Regions from separate parts of the Danio rerio genome. Here region 1 is linked to region 2. The links are chromatin contacts, called in public Hi-C maps. All regions are on one chromosome and are shown on one strand. Each heading gives the region's core, a stretch centred on a gene start, on an enhancer-like site or on the middle of the called end of the contact. The rest is flanking DNA. Distances are from core to core; before and after follow the strand shown. Region 1 overlaps rap1gapa (RAP1 GTPase activating protein a). Region 2 has its middle 34 kb from the start of rap1gapa.

The links. A called contact is a pair of places that touch in the nucleus more often than the background predicts.
Region 1: a contact with region 2 is called in a Hi-C map of embryo, with 1.9 times the contacts expected there. The contact joins two enhancer-like sites. A contact is called at or near these places in 3 of 18 Hi-C or Micro-C datasets (caudal fin, embryo and an unstated tissue) and 1 of 4 datasets of contacts at active chromatin or transcription factors (caudal fin).

What each region holds. Positions count from the first base shown.
Region 1 is chr23:25,350,214-25,355,591 of GRCz12tu, reverse strand. It overlaps rap1gapa (RAP1 GTPase activating protein a), which reads right to left. Exons shown (of 24, transcript NM_001123053.1): 18 at 3,588-3,697. Among named protein-coding and RNA genes, the nearest start is that of rap1gapa, 100 kb to the right of the region's middle. Within about 2 kb of position 3,986, at least 3 of the 62 cell types and tissues checked have an H3K27ac peak or open chromatin away from gene starts, as enhancers often do.
Region 2 is chr23:25,212,891-25,218,706 of GRCz12tu, reverse strand. No RefSeq gene overlaps it. Among named protein-coding and RNA genes, the nearest start is that of rap1gapa, 34 kb to the left of the region's middle. Within about 2 kb of position 3,101, at least 13 of the 62 cell types and tissues checked have an H3K27ac peak or open chromatin away from gene starts, as enhancers often do.

The sequences.
Region 1 (5,378 bases), core at 2,737-5,236, 140 kb before region 2:
CAAAGGCCTGCTCATGCAAAATCAGTCAAAAAAACAAAAACGCTGATTGGCTGACCAACAATCAGCATGTTGATTTTGCATGTGTAAAGGCCATTTTTAATGTGCTGAAGGCCATAGGTTTTCAGATGCATTTCTATGGCCAGGTAAGGAAAGCAGCTAAAGTCTACGGTTAAAGAGGTGTCATTTTATGGTGGCTTTTATACTTGGAGGGATCCACGATGAGCCTCCCATTCCTGAGAGTGACGCTGGGCAGAGAGAGACAGAGAACTGTCCTGTCCTCTGACAACAGAGCAGCAATTCTTCAGCAAACACATAAACACACACAAAACAGTAGAATATTATGCTCTGTAGTTCGCCTGTAACTTTATTATTTTTTAATAAATGTCAATTTTGCATCATAAAAAAGTTAAATAGCAATGAACAATTCCTTAATTTTATATATAATTTTTAATTTATTTTTCACTGCTGCACTGATGCACTTTATAATAAAATATAAACACATGATCAAACAAACAAACAAACAAACAAATAAATAAATATTTTGTTATAAATGTTTTGTTAATGTTGCATCTGCATCTATCTTTAGTTACATTACATACCAATAATGGCAGTAAAAAATTACGAATTACTAATTCATATTCAGGTATGGAATTTAATAGTTGGTCTTCTTTGCTTAACTTATGTATCTCTCTGACAAAAAGATTACCTCTGGTTGAGCTGACACAGAATGAACAGTTTATGAATTGAAAACAGTTGTAAGAATTAAGGCCCCAATATACTTCTATTTAGAACAGGTGAAGCCATTTTAAACTAAAATCCGGCCAAAGTATAGCTTGTTTGGAGTTTGTTTTTGAAGTTTGAAACCATTTCAAAAAGTAAACATTTATAAACTACCATAAGTTAGTGGTGATGATGTAATAATTAGGGTGTGGCACAGAGGCCCCGCCTTCTTTGATAAGAAAAGCTATTTCTTTATTAGTCCATTGAGGAGAGACGTCAACACGTTAAAAAAAACCTTAAACAGAAGAGATGCAAAATAGCTGAAGTTCTAATTTTGAAGTTCTAATTTTAATTGAAAGAAAAACTGACAATTTTTTTTTATGTTTAATACTGTTAATCCTGATCATCGTATTGAAGTTTGTACTGGTGAAATTTGTTTCTCACTACTGTTGCCTGACAGAACCTGAATGGGAGACCACATGGAAAACCTAGGTTGCTGCTGGAAGTAGCGTTAGTGAGGCCAGCAGAGGGTGCTCAACCTGCGATCTGTGGGTCCTAACCCACTGCTATACTGGGGACTATACTGCTATATTATACTGCTCAGTAAGTGCCGTCTTTCAGATCTGAGATTATTCGATGTCCTGATTCTCTGTGGTTGTTAAAAATCCCAGGATGTCCTTTGAAAAAGAGTAAGGGTTTAATTCCAGCATACTGGCCAAATTTGTCCACTGGCCTCCGTTCATCATGGCCTCCTAACCATCCCCATACCATAATAGGCTTTATCACTCCTTTCCACCAATCAGTTGGTGTGTGCTGTGCAGTCTGGCGCAATATGGCTGTTGCATCCAGGTGGATGCTGCACAGTGGTGGTGGATGAGGAAATTCCCCTTAATGTGTAAAGGCTGATTTATACTTCTGCGTCAAACGCTGGCGTATGCTACGGCGCTGACGCATAGCCCTTCGCCGTGGCCGTCGCTGACGTGCACCTCTCAAAAATTGTAACTACACATCGCAACGACGCATAGTGCAAGCTCTGTGATTGGTCGGCTTGGTAGCGCTGACGAGTCTGGGCGGGACCGAGAGCCGCGCAAATGACGCGAGCTGGACGCGAGCCCAATGGAGCGATTGTTTACAAGTGTGGAGTCCCGTGAAGGAGCTCCTGATGGAAAGTTTTGTTTTGTGTTTACCTCATAGTTAAAGTTGTTGCACGTCTGCCTGTTCCTGCCTCAAAATGAGCGAGTTTGAGCCACTTGTACAACCAGGAAGTTTTCAGGAAAAGCAAAACAGAAGCGAAGAAACTCGACACAGAGGAACATTTACACCTCACTGCCAACTAGCGTTTCGGAAGTGTTAATGCAGACCAACAGAGACAGCGCGCAGAAGTATAAATGCACAGCCACGCGCGTTGCCTGCGCCGTGAGTTACGCCGGTCACTTGACGCAGAAGTATAAACCAGGCTTAATGCGTTTTAAGTGTCCAGAAAAGTGCTATAGAAATGTAAGGAATTATTATTACTGGCTTGTTTGGTTTAGAACTTGTGGAGCTTTTCATCGATGGATTTGATCTTCAGTGTTTGGACTTCCAGCAGTGAAATTTACCCAAACTGAACTGAACTAAACGGAACTTCAACTCTGAAAACTGGACTGACACATTTTTTAGATATATATTAAAACTTTGTTAAGCTGCTTTGACACAATCTACATTGTAAAAGTGCTATAGAAATAAACATTAATTAAATAAATCACAGAACCCCATGGTGCATACCTCGCATTCCCAAATTATTCATCCTGAGCTCTTCTGCAAGACTCCACATTTGTTAAACTCCTGCCCCTGGCCTTACACCACTTCCACAGTTCTCATCCCTGCCCACACTTATCACAGCTGCCAAACTGACCAGTCATAGATCTTGAGATCTTGCCATTCAACGAGAAGTTTAATCTGGCCCTAAAGGGATAGTTCAGCCAAAAAATATTTTTTACTTAATGTTAACTCCAAACCACTTTGGAACCATTTGAGATATTTTGAGGAAAGCCAAATTCCAGTAACCATTAACTTCCATAGTATGAAATACTAATACTATGGAATTAAATGGTTGATTCAAGCTTATTTCAAAAGATCTTCCTTTGTTTGTAACAAAAGAAACAAGTTCAGAACAAGTAAAGGATGATCATTTAATTGTAGTGTTTCAATTTTGACTGAACTCTCCCATTAAATCTGCTTGATTTAGGCCTGTAGCAGGCCACTTTCCTAAGTGATACAGTATTTAAATAAAAGTGATATGACTACACTGAATTGCAATGCCTGTGCAAGCATCTACATTGCTATATATATTTTTTTTTAATTGCCTTTTTTTCCCACTACAGTTTATTTCATTATGAGTATATTGGGGTCTTTAAGTGTCTTTAGATCTGGTGTCCAAAAGTCGGTCCTGGAGGGCCGATGTCCTGCTGAGTTTAGCTCCAACTTGCCTCAACACACTTGCAAGGGTGAATCTACAAAGCCTAGCAAGAGCTTGATTGGCTAGCCCTGGTGTGTTTGGTTGTAACTGGAACTAAACTTTGCAGGAAACCAGCCCTCCAGGACCAAGTTTGGGCATCCCTGTTCTAGATTATGGGTTTTAAATTCGATTCCTGGAGGGCCGCAGCTCTGTACAGTTTTACTCCAACTTTAACCAAACACAGCTGATCCAACTAATCAAGGTGTTCAAGACTAGAGACTATTAAGCAGGTGTCAGCTGCAGGTGGTTGGAGCTAAAATCTGCAGAGCTGTGGTCCTACAGGAATTGCGTTTGAGACCATTGATCTAGATCTTAAGTGACAGTGGAATTTTAGTGCATTTGCATCCCCTGAGTTTCCTCCTCCTCTTACCTCTTCTCCTGGACCTCCTGGATGTTCTCAATGCCGATAGCACTGCTACGCCGAGAACTGAAAGGTCCTGACTTTTTCCTGGTTGGGCTTTTTCCGGGAATAATCAAAGACTGCAGGAGGAAAAAAGAAGGTCAGTGAGCTCAGGATACAAACTTATGGATACTGTGAGGGTCACTGTGAGGTCTCGAAAGAGAAACCCTGTATAGGTCAGGTCTATATTACCGCACTCGCAATCATAGTCTGTTATTTCTTCTATCTGTGCTGCACTCCAGTGTTTTGGAGAACAAAAGACGTTGTTTCGTAACTTGACTGTCAGGGTGAATGTGAAGTGTGTGTTTGAGGGTTTGGGCCTGAACAGAGAGAGATGAAAGATGGACGCGGGATCTCCTGAGCTTCACGGACCGGCTGTGCTCTCGCCGGGGACACTTTGTTCTCTTCAAGGCTCAGCGCTGGGACTTTTACAACCACTGCTTTATGACTTCAAATGAAAGGCCTTCAAAAAAGGCTTTTATCTAAAACGGCTTCAAAGGCTTCGGAAAGACTCTGTTGAGTTTTTTTTTCTTTTGTGTTTCTACGCTTTTAGCTTGCTAAGAGTGTACAATTATCAGACGAGGGGATAGAAATACATAGTACATGACAAGAAGTGACATAGGACATTAAAAAAACAGAGCGGGGTGAATACATTTAATGCAGGAAGTTATGCTGGAGGGGAGCTATGATGAAATTGGTAAACAATAAACACTGAAATACTGAATATAGATGCACATAAGGGCTTGAATGTAAATATAACCCATAATATTATGCATTAAAAAAAATTATGTAAGCCAAATAAATATGCAATATACTGACTGACAAAATGCTTACTTTCAGTGGCTTACAGTAGAGATGTAGCGTGATTGGGTTATGACTGGATAATATGGTATGGGGTAACTTAAAATGAGGGATGCACGGTTCCTTTTGGGTTATCTGTAGTATTTAATTTATTTAATATATTTTTTAAGAGTATATTGTTAATGATCCATATTGGTCAAAATTCAATTATGAATGCATGTTTCCCCTTCTTTTACATTTCATAAACACACATTTAAATTGTTCATAATTAAATTAAACAATAATAATAATAATAGACACAATAATACCATTTTAACACTGTAAATGTAATGCTTGGTAAATCACAACATCCATTTTCATATAATTGTGTTATTGTCGACAGTCTCAGAAATAAAAGTGCAGTATGAGAGCTGTCACTGGGGTGGTACCTTTTCAAAAGGAACACATTTGTACTTAAACGGTCCATATTGGTGCCCCAAAGATATATAGTAGTAGCTAAAAATTCCAAGAGGACACTTGAGATATTAATAAGGACCCTTTAGTTACTTTTGAAAAGGTACCACCCCAGCAACAGCTCTTGTACCATTATTTTTGACAGTGTAAATTCACTTTTACACCAATATGGACCCTTTCAGTACAAATGTGTTCCTTTTGAAAAGATACCACCCCAATGACAGCTCTCAGTACCTTTATTTCTGAGAGTGTAGACAATAACACAATTATGTGAAAATGGATGTTACCTTTGTGATTCACCAAGCATTAAATTTACATTGTTAAAATTATATTATTGTGTTAATTATTGTTATTATTATTATTATCATTCAGCTTTTTATGATGTAAAAGAAGGGAAAACATGCATTCATAATTTAATTTTGACAATGTAAATTCACTTTTAGCTAATAAAAATGCTGATTTCATTTGATTATTTTTTTTGTAATATATTATTAATAACTGCTTTTA
Region 2 (5,816 bases), core at 1,852-4,351:
GAAAATGACCTGCAGTTAATTGTTCAAGCCCTACCCTCCAAAGTGAAAGCTACAAAGGGATGGAAGTAGGGGACACTCTGCACCTTGTGTTATAATGATAGAATTTTTATTGTGCAAATATTAAAACAAACATTGTCCATGCATTTACTCTTTGAAATCCTTAAATAGAAAAGGCCCTTTAAAGTAACAATTTTTGAAATCTTTAAACAGGAACAAGTGGTCTATATACAGTAGTAGCCATTATTCTGTTCATTTTGAAGTGACTACAATTTGGAAATCAGGGGAAGGGTTTGGAACAGAGATGACTATGGCTTTAATATCTGGGCTGGAAACCTAAGTCACTATTAATGATGTCCCTGAGAATTGATAAAGGACAGAGAAGTGTAATTTGGATAAAAGCATCTTCCAAAAAGTAGCTGTAAATGTTACTGCCCTCAATGACAAACGCATTAAGATCTCAAAGCTACATCATACTGTGTTAGACTTGTAAACAGGTGAATTTTCACAAGGTCATGTAAACACCAATCACACGCAAGCAAATCTGTTGACTTGTTACATACACCTGAAGCAATTTTTGATAATGACTTTTAGATTTCACAATCTTCAAGACCAAGCAAATGTCAAAACGCATCCTGAGACAATCTACAGAGTGTAATGAGAAACCGGATCGATATGGATAATTTCCTTCTATCAACAAAGTCAGTGAAGCAAGCTCTTAAAAGTACACACTGCCCTTTATTGCACTGCATACATCACCAGTCACCACTCTTTATTATTTTTACAAAATGCTGAACATATCACAAATTATCAACATATTTAACTTTATTTTATTTTCTGCACAAAAATATTTATATTTTTTTACCATGAAACAACACCTACCAATTGTAACATAGTGCATCAATATTTTATTTACGAGGGACATATTTTGAACAAGAAGAATTCAATGGCATAAAAGACTCCATATAAAGATCGCAACACAGCCCTAAAATCCTAATTTATTGTCTTTTTTAAATTTTCAAGTTAAACGTTATGAATTTAAAATGTTCTGCTTTGATTTAAGACATTTTAAGGCTTTTGAATGTTAAGGGTGAAGTAAAAGGATAGTTCACTCAAAAATAAACATTTACTTACTGCTTACACACTCTCAAATGGTTTCAAACTTTTGTAAATTTATTTTTCTGTTGAACAAAAAAAAAGTAATTATTTTGACGAAAGCTGAAAACTTGCAACCATTAACAAAAATACTATGGACGTCAATGGTTACAGGTTTTAAGCTTTCCTCAAAATAACAGTTGTGTCTAACAGAAGAAAGAAACTCAAATAGGTTTGGAACAGTTAAGTAAATAATGATTTTTTTTTTTCATTTTGGGTGAACTATCACTTTAATTATGAACAATATTCTTTGCCAAAAAAAAAGTTTAAAAAGACTTTCAAAATCTTAAAGGGATAGTCTCTCAGACTTTGAAAGTCTTTTTAAACTTTTATTTTGACAAAGAATGTCACCTGGGCGCAAAGTACTTTTCCAAAGTAATCCAGTGGGATTTTGCATTACGAATTGGAACAAATCTTAGAAAAGTGTATTTTCTTTTTGTATTAAGATCAGACCATGTAATCCAATCTTACATTTGATTTGGATCAAACCTTCCCTTTGGGTTATTCAAAATGTTGAACTCAGATTGGGATCCATTCGATCAAAAACTATCCTGATCACATCAGAAGGGTGGATTAAGATTTAATTTTTTAAATGAATGTTCACAAACCTCATAGTTACTGATGATATATAAAAATTTGTAATAATTGAAGCCTATATGAAGCATGTCATATCTAATGAGATTTGGTAAATAACAACAACAAAACAATATCAAAGCAGTATTATATTAGATCAAACTAAAAAATGTTGGTAACACCTCATTTTGATGGTCCATTTGAGTATTAGTAGACTGTCTGCTTAATATTTGTTCATGCTGCTCCTTTAACGGACATTTAACTGACTATAAGAAGCTTTGCAAGTACATTTGGTAATCCAAAAATTTGGTATTTAGATCACAGTAATCCAACCCAATGTTCCTTTAAAAAAAACTGTTATAAACGTAAAATAGATTAGTTAATCCTGGATAGCGAAACATGGGATTTCCAAATCAGGACCAATCTGATCCAGATTAAATTATTTGTAAAAACTGGGACCTGACAACACAATTTACATTTCTTCACAAAACAATGTTCAAGCATTTAAGCACACCTTAATCACTTATGAAAAAAAAACTCAGTCAGATGTATCCAAACCCAGAAATGCATCTACAGTGTTTAAATCCAGATCTTGCAAGACAGGTAAAGTGTCCTCTTCAGCATTCCAGTGATCAAATCAGCCATGCATGCACAGATAACACCCGTCCTTCACAACACACAAGTGAAATATGGCAGCCTTGCACCTGTTGAGCAGACCAGATCCTTTAACACGCAGAGGAATCTCCCTCGCTGGAGCCGGTAGCCATTCAGACAAACACAACCCCAGCAAAAAATCCTGAATCAACAGATCACTTTAAAAGGGCTTAATCGAATCCTCAGAGTAAACAGCTTGTGATTCTGTTAACCTCTCTGGCCCGCTTTACAGACTCAGAGCTTCACATGTGTGTCTGCTTCAGTCAACCGCAGTGTCTAATTCAATCCAATCTCAATTACCTTCTCCGCTGTAATGGCCTTTAATTACAGGGCTTACTTGCAGGAGAAGCAGTTCGCCCGAGCCACAGTCCTGTTATTCAAAAATACAACCCAGCGATGAAATCAGGTCTGCTCGTATGTGATAACACCGCCTTTACTATGCATTACCTTTCCAACACAGTGTTACCATATCACCCTTCCACAGTGGCTGATATCCCCACACATTATTTACAATCACACTTCAAGGCACACAATGAGGAATGTGAAATATTATTGGCAAACAGCGTGTGTCTTACCCGCCGTACGCTCCAAAAGTGAAACTCCTCTTTCTCTGCGGCATCTTGGATGGTGGAGAGGAAAACAGAGACAAACTCTAGAGGCTCCAGCACTGCCTCAGTCTCCCTGGACTGACTGCCTCTGTGTGTCTGTGTATGTGTGTGTGTGTTTTGGTGTGTAACTGTACACATGCAGCACGCTGTCCTTCTTTCCACTCCTCTAGCTCTCTCTCTCTCTCTCTCTCTCTCTCTCTCTCTCTCTCTCTCTCTCTCTCTCTCTTTCTCTCTCTCTCCCTTACACCTCCTTATCAAATAAGGACTGAGCAAGGCTGGATATGTCCACTTTCAGTCTCTCTGGTAACTGGCCCCTACTTGTCATTCATATATACTTTTATTGCTACTGTAAACAGGCAGAACTGGAGCAGAATTGAGTGTGTTCATAATGCACTCTAAGAGGTGTAGGTCTAATATACTACTAATAATATTGCCAAAGCAATCCTAAATGAATGGGGGACAGGGCCCCTAGTTTGGGCATCTTAGGTTTAAATGAATAGTATTTTATTTAATAATTTTTTTACATAAAAAAAAATAAAAAAAATGTGTTTTAACTCAAATTTGGATGGACAAAATAGAGAAAACCAGTTAGTTTAGTTAGTTATAAATTTTACCATATATATTTTTATATATAAAACTATAAATATTGAAGCCAGTATTTACATAGGAAAAAGAGTCTCAAAATCTAGATTTATTTTATGGCCTTATATTGAGCAGGTCTAACTAAATATCTGAATTGTGAGAGAAAATCTCTAAATTCTGAGTAGGCCCGCACAAATTCTGCGCACGCAGAAATCGACAGATTTTTAGCCCATTATTGATTCTATTTGTTTACTTGTGTAAACGTGTGTAAATTTATATTTATTCGGTTATTAAAATAGTTTTAGTAATATTGTTGACCAATTTGAAAATGCTCATATAATTTATTTACAATACAGTTTGTAAAGTAATATTTTCTGTTTTTTAGTAAATATATATGATACATGCTTTGTTCACCAAAAGAAATTGCATTCTCAACATTAAATAAAAGTTTAAAAGGTATTCTTTTTTATTTTACATATTAAGTTTTTAGTTACAATACTCCTGAAATCATTTAGCATAAAACCATAGATTTTTAAAATAAATTCTGCGCAGAAATAGCAAAAAAATGTCCACAGATTCTGTCTGGCCCTAATTATGAATTAAAAAGAAATATGGTATATAAAACATTTAGATTATTCCATGGAGTAATTAAAAAATTGAAGCTAGATTTTATAAGCTATTTATATTTTATTTGATTAATTCTTATTCTTATCTAAGACCAAAGGCTAGAGGTGGGACTATCAGTTTGACTAACAAATTTCAGATGTGGGGTGTGCTTAGGAAACCAGTTCCAAATAGCAAACATAGCCACAGCCATATCACCCTGCAGCCCAAGACCGGTAACTGAAGCTAAGCAGGGCTGAGCCTGGTCAGTACCTGGATGGGAGTACACAAGGGGAAAACTAGGCTGCTGTTGGAGATGGTGTTAGTGAGACCAGCAGGGGGTGCTCAACCTTCAGGCTGTGTGAGTCCTAATGCCCCAGTAAGGTAAAGAAGACACTATACTGTCAGTGAGCGCCAGCTTTCAGCTAAGACGTTAAACCAAGAACCTGCCGTACTGTGATCATTAATAATCCTATGGCACTTCTGATAAAAAGTAGGGGTGTAACCCTCGTGTCCTGGCCAAATTCCCTCAATTGACCCTTAGCCATCACGGCCTCCCAATCATCCCCATCCCCCAAATTTGCTTTATCAATGTCTCTCCACTACACCAATAGCTGGTGTGAGGTGAGCGCACCAGCGCTGTTGTCCTGTTGCTGCCACTGCATCATTCATGTGGATGCTGCACACTAGTGGTGGTGTGGAGAGACCCCCCGCATGATTGTGACAACCCAGCGTCATTCGAAAAACATAGTCCCGTGGACGTTTTTGGAGACCGCAAAATATGTCCTGGTAGGTACGTATTTTTGCAGTTTTTATTTTCGCGAATCCACGAGAGGCCGCTGTGTGTGCTTTTTCGCATCTCAAATGTCTCTCATGGGTGCCGTTCGCGCCCGTGCTGTTTTCGTGTAAACCCGCCAGAAGCAGCTGTCAAACGACTATCTGACTGACTGAATGATTGACTGGGCGACCGACCAATTGGCTGACCCACCCTCCTCCTCCTTCCCTAAATCTAACCAATTTTACCGATTGACCCACCCGCTTACTTCCCTAAACCCAGCCAACAATTTACAAAACCCGTCCAGAAAAAGAAAAGCCTTTGTCTGATTTTTACCTTGTTTTCAGACTTTACCATATTGTAACCCGATTATGAAACGATTATTACTTGGATTCTGTTATTGTCTTAACTGATTTCTGGAACCACTTTTCCCCGGACTTGAACCCGGTCGTCGTAGTCAGCTCCTCTCTCCGTCTTAAGTCCATCGACGTACACGACAAGCTAACTGGACAAACTGACTGCGGCGGGAAAGCCCTCCACACAGAGGTAAGTGGTCAGCCGGTAAGCAAGAAAAAAGCGTTCGCTTAGAAAAATGAAATGCAGCCATATGTACCTTACATTAAAAAGCAGAAGATTACCTAATTTTTTAAATATTATTATTATTATCTGATTATTAACTAAATTAATAATATAACAACCAAAACAAAAAAGTTATTAATTAAATTTAAATAAATGTAATAAAATCTAAATAATGAATAATAAGAAGATCAGTGATGGAAAAACTATAACAATATCAACTAATAACAGATTTATGTCCCAATCTATCTATTAACGTATTATTAGTGACGCTATAATGAAAAACAGCATGC